4 separate regions of the Mus musculus genome follow, and regions 1, 3 and 4 are each linked to region 2. A link is a contact called in public ChIA-PET, Hi-C and promoter capture Hi-C data. All regions are on one chromosome and are shown on one strand. Each heading gives the region's core, a stretch centred on a gene start, on an enhancer-like site or on the middle of the called end of the contact. The rest is flanking DNA. Distances are from core to core; before and after follow the strand shown.

Region 1 (2,700 bases), core at 108-2,607, 640 kb before region 2:
CTAAGCTAAGATTGTGTGGTTTTTCTTCAAGTGGAGTCTCAACTGGGATCCAGAGAAAAGTACGACGACAGGGCACCCCAGCCAGCAACGGGAATTGGGAAGTGTGGGCCATGGGTGGCAACATCCCACCATGGGAACTTAGCATCCTAGTGGGAGAACTCTGGCTGGCCTGGCCTGGCCTCCTGTGCCTTGCCAGTGATAGTGTGGATTACCATTTAACATTTCACACAATACTTCTTCCTGTATTCCTGGTGCCTTCTTCCTGCTCTCTCCTTGTGGTCTCTCTAAGCCCACCTGTGTCTCTTCTGCCCAGCTATTGGCTGTTGGCATCTTTATTCTCCAATCAGAATTACTTTGGGGCCTTCACTTAGCATTACAGTTGACAGGAAGAGAGAAACCACAAAAGTGATTTCCTTTCCTTTTTTTTTTTTTAATTAAAATATGTTGTGCTTGCTTAGAAGTACCACTGGCTTTCATATACAATCACTATAAAATGCTATGAAATACATACATGAAAGTTCATTATTAAACTTAACCTTTCCCTTAAGTTGTTATATTTCTTTTTTATTGTTAGAAAAGAGCAGGGAACAGAGCATAGAAACATATTTGAAATAGTATTATTGTTAATATGGGAAAAGGTCCCCTATTCTTGCCAAAAAAAAGTGATTAGGACAAAAATAAGTTAACTACATTTTTGTTAGTGACACATTGCAAGCCATGCAGCTGGATAAGAAGTGTAAATTGGGACTGGAAATCTGGCTCAGCTTACAAGCATTGACTGCTCTTCCAGAGAACCTGAGTTCCTTTCCCAGCAACCACATGGTACTTCACAACTATCTGTAGCTTCAGTTCCAGTGGGCTTCCACAGGCACTACATACACGTAGTATATATACATACGTGTCTATATACATAAGAGTGTAGGCAAAACACCCATACACAAGAAATTGTTTTAAAAAATGACATTTTCCCTACTTTTAACTCATTAGCATTAATATTTGGAAAATAACTTTGTTTTATAGTAGTATTTGAATACATTTAGTTTCTGAAATAAATATTACTCTTTAAATTTTCTCCAAAACTTTTCTCTTCTAAATTAATGTAACCATTGTTGGCTTGAATGGCTATCCTCAGATATCACATTATAGTAACAAACTAAGCTTTTGACCCTGTATGCTTGTTAGGTTTTTGGTGCATTCACGTGGGATTTGCAGAGTGTATATGCACGTTCTTTGTCATGTGGTTGGTTGTTGCCTGAATGTGAGACGTTCCTCATACGTGCCTATGTTTAAACACTCAGTCCACAGTTGGTAGCCTTGTTTTAGAAGTTGTGGGTTCTTTAGTAGCTAGAGCCTTGATGGAGACAGTGAGTCACTGTGGGTGGGGCTTCAGGTTGGCACTCTTTCTCTAGGTTGGCAGTGCAGTGTAACCAGCCTGCTTCACACTCTTGCTGCCACCACGATAAGCTACATTCCTGGGGATAAGCCACAATGGACACTTCTCTCAAGTTGCTTCTTTCTAGGGATTTGGGCAAAATGACAATCCTAGTGATGATTATTATAAAGGATACAAACTTAAGGTTTAATGTTAAAGAAAAGTTAAGTTCTCATAATTTATTACTGAAATACTGTTTTTAAAGAAATGTATTAAAACCTTTAACCACATACACATTAACCTAATACATATCTGGCTTTTTACAAAATGGAGTAAAATTCAATTTTCCCCAAAAATGTTCTTGCATATGACACATGATTTTTTTTTCTCTACTTTTCTTGGGCATAAATTTAGGGACACATGAAAATTTTATTCACTGTATTACTTTTACATTTTTCCAAAATTAGAATTAGAATTCTAAAATTCCCATTTTAGAATTAGAGACTGTTGCTTTTATTTGTTAATCTGTCAACATTTATTAAGACATTTTAAATCTGGAAAGATAGCTCAATAGGTAAAGATGTTTGCCACCAAGCATAACAACCTGTGTTCAAGCCCCAGGTTCCACACAGGATAGAATCAGTTCTGACAACTGGGGCAAGTAACCCAACAGTCTGAAAGCCTCCCTGGAGTTCTGTACACAGGGGAACAGAAACCACAGTCCATAGGCCTCCCTGGAGAACATCTGCACACAGGGCAACAAGTTGACTGCTCCTCTGAAAACCAAAGAGTCTAAAGGCCTCACAGGAGATCTACTGCAGCCAGGGCAACGGATACTTAGCTCCTCTACCCCTCTTAAGACCCCACAGTTGGAAGGCCCCACGGAAGGAAGAAATACAGGAAAACACAATCAAACAGATGAAGGAATTGAATAAAGCAGTCAAAACCTAAAAGTGGAAGTGGAAACAATAAAGAAAACACAAATGGAGACAACCCTGGAAATGGGAAACCTAGGAAAGAGGTCAGGAATTACAGAGGTAAGCATCACCAACTTGAGTTGTTCAGTTTCCATGGGTATGTGGGCTTACTGTAGTTTTGGTTCTTACTGAAGACCAGCTTTAATTCGTAATCGTCTGATAGGATGCATGGGATTATTTCAGTCTTCTTGTATTGGTTGAGGCCTGTTTTGTGCCCAATCATATGGTCAGTTTTGGAGAAGGTACCATGAGGTGCTGAGAAGAGGTATATTGTTTTGTTTTAGGGTGAAATGTTCTGTAAATGTCTGTTAAATCCATTTGGTTCATAACCTCTATTAGTTTCACTGTGCC
Region 2 (2,700 bases), core at 81-2,580:
TATAATTTCCAAATATGTATGTTACCTATTTTACTATAAAACGTTGCCTATATGTTCTCTTGTTTCTCAAATAACTATACTTTAAAAAATATACTTGTATTTAAAGTCTTTATTTTTTCCCAGAATAATATTTCCAGAACTTTAACCTTTCAGAATTTTAGACTTTATGGATTTTGATTTGACTGTATATCAAATTTGGTATTATGGCATCTTTTGGGGTTGTTGACCAAGGCCCATAATTACTGTGTTATTTTGGTGGATAGTTGCTTAGCACACAGCAGATTCTCAAAGTATTGTTAGTTTTTATTTTATTATTTTGAGACAGGGTCTTGCTACTTAGTCTAGACTGTCCCTAATATTCAAAGGATTACAGCCTAGAGCCTCAAAAATATTTTTTGTTGAATGAAACTGAATATAAGTAAGTGAATTAATTTGTAGGACCTTTTAATATGAATCTTTAAATAGAACTTTTAATAGAAGTGGGTGCTGGATTATGTAGTATTGCTGTTGTTAAGGTAAAGTCGCGAGTAAACAGCTAATTTGTAAAACACGTGTAATGATTGGGCAATGGGGATATGTATAATACTTACGTGTACTCAGGGCTGGAAGTTCGTTGTGGTTGTTATTCCATCCCTTGTTCTAAACTGTTGCGTGGCACTGGAACCCATGTCTAGATTCTAAGCGTTCGTGGAGGTATCGCTTCAGCTTAGAGTCTCCTGCACACTAACACTTTCCGAACTTTCTTGAATCTAGCTAGGTATTAGTGTCAGCCCAATCCTATTAGTGTAGTTGTTTGGTTTTTAGCTTTTAGGAAGAACTTCAAATGTAGAGCGACGGTACTTGTGCAGCTTGTCCATTCCATTCAGCTCTCTAAGCCCCAAGACTCCAAAAAGGCCCAAGATGCGAAGCTCTGGCCTGTGGCAGCACCCCCACTGGACCAGGCAACGAAATACCTAACTGTTTATGTAAACTAGGACCTCTTATTCTGTGTGTAATACAGAATAAAACACGCATACACGATTGCCTCCGATACTGTAAAGTGTCCACATCCAAATCCTGGAGTGGTCGAAGCAGGTTGTCGGGTTTTAAGACGCCAAATTCGAGTCGGTCTTCAGAACCCTGCTTTAGCCACTACGTGCACCGCGCAGCCGCCAATTGCCAAGAGGCGGAGAAACGCTTGGCAGCGGGGACCCGCGCCTCGGTGGGACGACCCGCACCTCTGTAAATAAAGCTCTGCAGCCCAGGCGGCGCCTCTGCCCGTGGGATTGGCTGCCTGAGTCGTGACGCGATCTGGGCGGGCCCGACCGGTTTGCGACAGTGGCCGCAGGTCCCGGACCGGAGAGCCCGGGGGGACTCGCCGCACGGCGCCGGCGTCCGGCCGGCGTGTGGGGGCCACGGCTCGGGGTCGCGGCCGCTGCCTGGATCCGCCGCGCGCGCGGCGCGGGACGCCGAGGTCTGGCTTGCGGGCGCAGCCGGGGCTGCGGGGAGCACGGGGGACGGGACGCGAGCGGGCGGATGCGGAGCTCTCAGCCGAGCTAGGGTGGTGTGCGGGGCCGCCCGGCCCGCAACTTCACTCCCGCCGCCCCGCCGCGCGGGGGACTCGCGCCAGGCAAACTTTCTCCCGGTGGAGCCCCGGCCGAGATTGGGGGCGGCGGGCGCGGGCGGGGCGGCGGCCAAGCGCTGTTTGTTTCCTTTCACTTCCCGCGGCGGCCGCTGGAGATGAGGACGGCGGGGCTGGGGCGGAGCGGCCAGGGGCCCCCGGGAGTGACAGTCGCCCCGTCGGGATTTCCCGCCCTCCCCACCCCCCCAGGGCCCGGGCCATGCGTGCGCCGTGAGGGGCGGGCGTCCGGACTTCGCGAGCTGATGCGGACTCGCTTTTGAGCGTCCGGGGACGAGCGAAGCAGCCCTAAAATGGAGGACTTTGCTACCAGGACCTACGGGACCAGCGGCCTGGATAACAGACCTCTGTTCGGGGAGACGTCTGCCAAGGTGAGTGCGGGAGTGGGCCCCGGGCCAGAGTGCGAGAATCCCGCCTCCCTCCACCCCGCTGGCTCCTTGCAGCCTGCCTGGAGGGTACTTGGAAGTGGGAAGAACTGTTCTTGCCGTCCCGCCCCTCTCTTGGGATGTTTGCCCTGCACTCTGCACCAAGAGCAGTTTGGAGTGGAGAAAAGTTCAGAAAGTTCTGGGCAGTTTGTGGGAAGCCCTTACGGAGAGTGCGGAAACCCCACCGTGGAGGGAAAGTCCTGCGAAGGTTGCATAAGCGCACTTTCCAGCTCCACACTTCAGGTGTGCGTCCAGGGCTTTAGTGGTTTCAGGAGTGCATCGAGAGCCCAGGGTTGCTTCTGATGATTGCTTACCTAGAGTTCTTAAGAGGATGAGGATGTGAAGCAGCTCCATGAAGGTGGATGTTGGCCACAATCCCAGGAGGTGATCAAACAAAGGGTCCCAGCTCTCAAATAGGCAGAGGCACTAACCGTTTTCTAGAAGCTTGACTAGATAGAGCCTCTGGCCTGCAGTCAACAAAAGTCTTTCTCTGTACTTAGCGTTAACTTTCTGAAACTTGCTCCCCACCCCCAGCCCCCTTGCCTTGGGGACAATCAAGAAACTCTGTATTCAGCATAAAACTTTCTCAGAAGTCAGGGCAAGATTAACCTGTAGCTCTCTTACCCTCCCCCCCCCCCCACTTGTAAATGACGTTGG
Region 3 (2,700 bases), core at 115-2,614, 620 kb after region 2:
TATTTCCAAAGGGATGGATGTTAACCCCACCTCTAACCCCAACAAAGTTGCTAAACAAGCAGTCCTGGGGGCCAGGAACAAAGAAATTTAAGCAACCAACTGCTGAGGTGCTTAACACTAAAACTCATAAAAATCATAACTTGCTTTGTACTACTGTGTGATTACATTGGGCATGTATATATTCAATGTATCTATAACATACCTATTACTGTTCAAACAGGAGTAGAACTATTTTATAAGTAAATTAGTTGAATTGGTGACCATACATTTTGAGAGAGGTGGAGTTTTGTCTTCAGAATTTGCAGCACTCTAAGATATTTTGAAAGCATCTGTTCACTCCCTTAAACCAGCTCTCTGAATGTATTATACCTTTAAGAGACCCTTAAATGTTTCTTACCTCATAGAGGAACTAGAAGGAAATCCAAGTGAAATTCCGAAAGAATCAGCTTATTGGCTATATAACCTAGTCTATTTTTGGACCACGGATCTCCCGCCCTCTCCGAGTTATCTCACTGCCAGATAAGAAAATGGAACAGGATCAATGGGTAGATATGCTTTGAGTCTGGTTCTTGAATTTCTTTTTTGGCTCAAGTCAAAAAGAGCAAAGGGCAGCGAGTTAGGGCTAATTTCCAAGCACGTTTGCTGGTGGGTGAACCTCTGTCTGCCCCTGGCTGCGGAGCTTATCCTGGCAGCACCAGGGGGTCCTGCTGACCGCTATCCTCCTGCCTGACAACCTCCACACCCACATGCAGCTACCAGTGTGTGAGCCACACATCACAGGGTTCCTGTGCACAAAGCCTTATAAAACCCCCAAGCGCAAAGCTGGATGGAGGCGGTTGGAGAATGAGACCTGTCTCTCTAATTAGTCCCTCTACCTCTCCTTCTCTGGCTGCAGATCTATGCTCTGAAATTGGCCCCTTCTTGAAGGGACAGTAGCGCGCGCACACACAAACTCACTCTCTCACTCACACCCACATTGCTCCTATGACCCACGTTTTCCACCCCCTGGCAGATAGATATGTAGGGACTGGTCCGTGCTCTGCCTCAACTTTCCTCGCTTTGCCTGCCCCACGCGGCACCCGAGCTCCTGCGCCCTGGCTGGGCACCCTCCAGAGGGGCAGGTCCCCTTCTGGGCTGCTTACCTCGCACGGTCAACTCCTGGCAGGAACTGAAGCTGACCGCGGTGGTAGCGGCAGCGGTGAGCCTGCACCCAAGCTCTGGCTCATGGTTGGTCCTCTTCATCCGACACAAAAGAGGGAGCTTGCTGCCTTTGTCCTTTCTAAATCCAAGGGAGAACTTATTTTGCCCCTGAAATGGCCAACTTGTGCGCGAAGCTTCCTGTCACAGTGCCCCCTGCCCCCGCCCCCGCCCGGCTGCGCGCTGGACCACTGCCCGGTGGCCCAGCATCCAGGCCTCCGAGTCAAGGAGGAGTGGGAAAAGGGAGGGCTAGAGGAGAAGAGCAGGAGGAGGTTGGGAAGAAGGGGACCCAGTGGTCTTCAGCAGAAGGGAGGGGAGCTTTAGAGCCCAGGCGCCCTCCTCCTCTTTGCAGCCAAACCCACTTCCTGGGCTCACAAGCAACTTTCCTTCACCTTGGCCAGGCAGAAACAGTCGCATCTAACTGGGACTCAGGCAGAGAGGCACGGACCTTCTGACATCCTCTCCTCCTCATTCTTCTCCTTTCCTTTCTCCTCCTTTCCCTTCCCCCTTCTTCCCTCCGTTTATAGGGGTGTAGCTGCAGAGTCTTCAGTGAGCTACTGTACCTAGACCCAAAGGTTACAATACAGAAAGCCTGGCGGGGTTGAGAGCTTCTCTGCCCCAAGGTTTGCAGTCCTTAGGCAATGCATACAAAGGTTGGTGAATTTCGGAGCAGTGGCGTGAAGGGGCGTGGGGAGGTAGAGTGGGAGGTGGCTCCAACTTTGAAGCTCTGCTAAGGCTCACGGCACGCGGGTGGGCAGGGACCTACAGTCATTCCTAGTAAGAACTCTCCTGTGGTCCCTATGTAAAAGGCTGACTACTCTTGGAGGAGACGGCGAAAGAGGGAGCAGTGTGAGCGAGTGAACCCAGGAGGCCGATACGCAGCTTTGCCCCACACGCGGTTCAACTGCACATTGCGAACCCCTGGGGAGGCTTGTGCAGCACAATCTCTGGGTCAGCAGGGAGGGAGACGCTCCTGTTTCCTAGCAACGCTCATCAATCTTCTCGGGATAGCTCCCTCTGAAGGAATTCGATTGGATAGCCCCTTGAGAGAAGCCACGCCCCTTCAAGAATGCTGGGCTGCTGCTTTTTCGCATTCTCCCAAATTTCTTAGGTGGAAAAAGATTCTAGGGAAGTGCTTAGATAGTCTCTTCTTTCTTATCCTCCGGTGCAACCACACTGACCCCTTGGAGCTAACCTTTTCCAGTTTCACATTAATCTTTCTCTAGTCCTACTTTTTTGTTAAGAGGGTCTTCACAGAACCTTTTCTTTCTTTTTAAAATTAAATAAATAAATGCCTCAAATCGGTGACGTAGGCACAAAGAAAAAAAAAAAAGAAAAAAAAAGAAAAACAGCACACGGAAATAGCTTCAATAGACCGGGAGCTAGAGATAGCTTCCTAAAGGAAAAACCCCAGCTTATCATTCTGTGACTAGAAATGCGTTGTGCTCAGTTTCAAAACTGAAATTTCATTAATTTTTCCATCCTGGTGTAGTAACTTTATAT
Region 4 (2,700 bases), core at 34-2,533, 610 kb before region 2:
AAGAAAACACTAGGCCTAAGACTCAGGAATAAAATCTGGACCCTGTCTCTGGACACCAAGATGCAGAACACCTATAAAAAGCAAGTTGAGCCAGTCAGGTACCATGCTACCCAGTCAGACAGACCACACCAGAGAAGACCCCCCAGCCAGTGTCATGCAGGCCTGGCTGGGTAGTCCATGCCTTAGGCAATCCATGTCCAGTGAATGGGTGGGACATAACACTCCTGAGATGACACCAGAAACACAGAGGCCCCAGGCATCATTATGATGATGAGCAAGTAGTGGTGGAGAGACAGAGAGGGAGAGGGATGTTTGTACAGTGAAGGGAGGTAGAACTGCTGAGAGTGTGAAGAACAGCCTGATGAGGGTGGCTGGTGATGCCACCTGGGGTTATGGTGGGGTCCTGGCCCATGCTGCCAGCCAGGGCCATGTCTAAGTTCATGGACCTGCAACAGCAGGGGTCTATTCCCACCAAAGGCCAGGCGGATGTCCATAGTCTCCAACTGCAGTACTCAGGAGAAGGGGCCCCACATCTCACCCAGGGAGCAGAGCAAAGCTGGCCCTGGTTGCTGGGGGGTTGTGAGTGAGCTGGTCCTGGGGTGTAAGTGTGGGAGAGCTGGCCTGGCCACTTGTCTAATGTGTGGTGCTGTGGCAAGGGAGAGATGCCCTCCCCCACCTCACCACCTATGGAAGATGGGAGAGCTGGCCCCCAAGGTCATGAGAGCAGGAGAGCTGTCTCCGAGCAGTACTCAGCAGGCCCTCCTGGTCAGCACAGTAGAGCTGTCCTTGGTTGCAAGGGGTCACATGTAAGCCAGTCCCAAAGCATGAGAACAAGAGAGTTGGCACAGCCCCTTGCTGGGTGTAGTACTTGGGAGAGCAGCCCACACCTCAACTGGACAGCAGAGCTGGCCCTGCTGGGTTGGGATGAATCGGCACGAGGGCATGAGAGTAGAAGAGCTGGCTCTGCCTCTTGCTGGCTGCAGCATTGGGTGGGCTAGTCAGTGTTCTGCCAGAGAGCTCTCCCATGGTGGTTTCAGTATGGGGGAGCTGGTGTACTGACCAGCTCAGCTACAAGCCAGGCCCAAATCCAGGACTTTAACATTGACCCTCCCCAACATCTACCCCATCTATGAACTGTCGAAGAGTGCGAAAGGGCCAGTCCTGCAATCCAAAACTACAGGATCTCCATGACACAGGGCAGTGACAGGATATCCCAGAGGAGTCCCAGGGAGGCTCCAGTATTGATAGTATAACAGAAGCCAGAGTTCTGGAACCAGACCAATAGATGCACTGCAGAAAGCATTTGCAAGTAAAGCTGCTGAGACAAAAGGGTGTACTGTGGGATACACAGCTGCACAATACAGCTTCCACAATAAGAACAAAAGGGTGTACTGTGGGATACACAGCTACACAATACAGCTTCCACAATAAGAACAAAAGGGTGTACTGTGGGGTATACAGCTACACAATACAGCTTCCACAATAAGAACAAAAGGGTGTACTGTGGGGTACACAGCTACACAATACAGCTTCCACAATAAGAACAAAAGGGTGTACTGTGGGATACTCAGCTACACAATATAGCTTCCACAATAAGAACAAAAGGGTGTACTGTGGGGTTCATGGCTACAGAATACAGCTTCCACAATAAGAATTTTTTCATTTGGGGTAGATCTAATATATTTAAATGTTTTATTGTCTCTGGTTGCCTTTATCTTGTCAGAAAGAACAAAGAGCACTACTAAACTCATTTTATGAAACCATAATCAACCTGATACCAAAACTGCATGAAGACATAATAAAAAAGGAAACTATAGTCCAGTCTCCTTAATGAACATAAATCAAAAAAATCTGCAGAAAACACTTGCAAATTGAATGTGAAAACATAATTTGATTTGCAATTCTTACTGCAGATAGAACACTTTGCCAGATTGCTGAAACATGTCACCAGACTCTGAGGGCCACTGCCTTGTTAACAGGAAAAGGGCTTATACACAGTTTAGGCTGAGTTTAATAAAAAAAAAAAAAATCAGCTACTCTCTGCCGTGCCTGTATCTATGTTACAACACACAGTGGGGGAAGCCAGGAAATACACTGTTCGCTACATATCATGTATATAGATATGTAGACTGATACATACTGTGATGAGAAGGACTCTTTGGAAAGAATCCCCAAGTCCGTTATACATCAGTCCTGGTGCTCCTGGAGAGGTTCAAAAAAATGAATAAAGGAATATAGGAGACATCTGTTTTATACTCAGTGCCTTATATTCTTTACTACAAATTTTAATTACATCATATGGCCACATGATGGCAACATGTTAACATATTTCCAGGCCATGACTATAACCGTGTCCGGGTTTTGCCTGTAAACTACGAGTTGACTGGACTTTATCTTTCCCTCTACTCTTTGGTTCTTGAATTATAAGAAATTCAGAATATATCAGAATTTCTGTCAGTTTTATATTAGAGAGTTGTGATGTCACTAAGGGATAGGAATTTTTCAACTTCTCTCAGTTACTTGGGACCATTGTCCTATATGTAGTCAGTAACTCTCAAAATGTCATGTGCTATATAAGGAATATTTTAAAAGTATGTATAATATTCAATCTCAACAGAAGGGTTTTCTCCAATCATATCCATTAGTGTGTTGGATTTAATTAGTCCTCAATATTTATTCTATGTGCTGAAATGGAAGTTC

Evidence for each region. Promoter capture Hi-C pulls out the DNA fragments that hold promoters and counts their contacts. Hi-C and Micro-C count contacts between places; a contact is called where the count stands out from the background. ChIA-PET counts read pairs in DNA pulled down with a chosen protein or histone mark.
Region 1: an RNA polymerase II ChIA-PET map of effector CD8 T cells shows a contact between it and region 2, with 16 read pairs. The contact joins the enhancer-like site here to the promoter of Tmem243 in region 2. A contact is called at or near these places in 15 of 39 promoter capture datasets (the 3T3-L1 cell line, the C10 cell line, the HPC-7 cell line and 8 more), 2 of 15 datasets of contacts at CTCF or cohesin (large pre-B cells and pro-B cells), 11 of 115 datasets of contacts at active chromatin or transcription factors (the 230-238 cell line, T-cell acute lymphoblastic leukemia, bone marrow-derived macrophages and 7 more) and 1 of 9 other capture datasets (adipose tissue).
Region 3: a contact with region 2 is called in a promoter capture Hi-C map of second pharyngeal arch cranial neural crest. The contact joins the promoter of Grm3 here to the promoter of Tmem243 in region 2. A contact is called at or near these places in 5 of 39 promoter capture datasets (cranial neural crest, frontonasal cranial neural crest, maxillary cranial neural crest and 2 more) and 1 of 115 datasets of contacts at active chromatin or transcription factors (astrocytes).
Region 4: a contact with region 2 is called in a Hi-C map of embryonic stem cells, with 4 times the contacts expected there. The contact joins the enhancer-like site here to the promoter of Tmem243 in region 2. A contact is called at or near these places in 15 of 39 promoter capture datasets (the 3T3-L1 cell line, 3T3-L1-derived adipocytes, the C10 cell line and 8 more), 3 of 15 datasets of contacts at CTCF or cohesin (CD8 T cells, the NIH/3T3 cell line and large pre-B cells), 54 of 484 Hi-C or Micro-C datasets (3T3-L1-derived adipocytes, the BV-2 cell line, CD4 T cells and 30 more), 17 of 115 datasets of contacts at active chromatin or transcription factors (the 230-238 cell line, T-cell acute lymphoblastic leukemia, astrocytes and 10 more) and 2 of 9 other capture datasets (adipose tissue and embryonic stem cells).

Annotation. Positions count from the first base shown.
Region 1 is chr5:8,455,399-8,458,098 of GRCm38.p6, forward strand. No RefSeq gene overlaps it. Among named protein-coding and RNA genes, the nearest start is that of Slc25a40, 34 kb to the left of the region's middle. Within about 2 kb of position 1,358, at least 51 of the 459 cell types and tissues checked have an H3K27ac peak or open chromatin away from gene starts, as enhancers often do. A contact at or near this core is called in the 230-238 cell line, the SN4741 cell line, T-cell acute lymphoblastic leukemia and 3 more, where this site is marked.
Region 2 is chr5:9,099,407-9,102,106 of GRCm38.p6, forward strand. It overlaps Tmem243 (transmembrane protein 243, mitochondrial), which reads left to right and starts at 1,331. Exons shown (of 5, transcript NM_001081029.1): 1 at 1,331-1,453; 2 at 1,811-1,989. The coding sequence starts at 1,912.
Region 3 is chr5:9,723,988-9,726,687 of GRCm38.p6, forward strand. It overlaps Grm3 (glutamate receptor, metabotropic 3), which reads right to left and starts at 1,365. Exons shown (of 6, transcript NM_181850.2): 1 at 1,143-1,365.
Region 4 is chr5:8,487,583-8,490,282 of GRCm38.p6, forward strand. No RefSeq gene overlaps it. Among named protein-coding and RNA genes, the nearest start is that of Slc25a40, 66 kb to the left of the region's middle. Within about 2 kb of position 1,284, at least 35 of the 459 cell types and tissues checked have an H3K27ac peak or open chromatin away from gene starts, as enhancers often do. A contact at or near this core is called in cortical neurons, embryonic forebrain and embryonic stem cells, where this site is marked.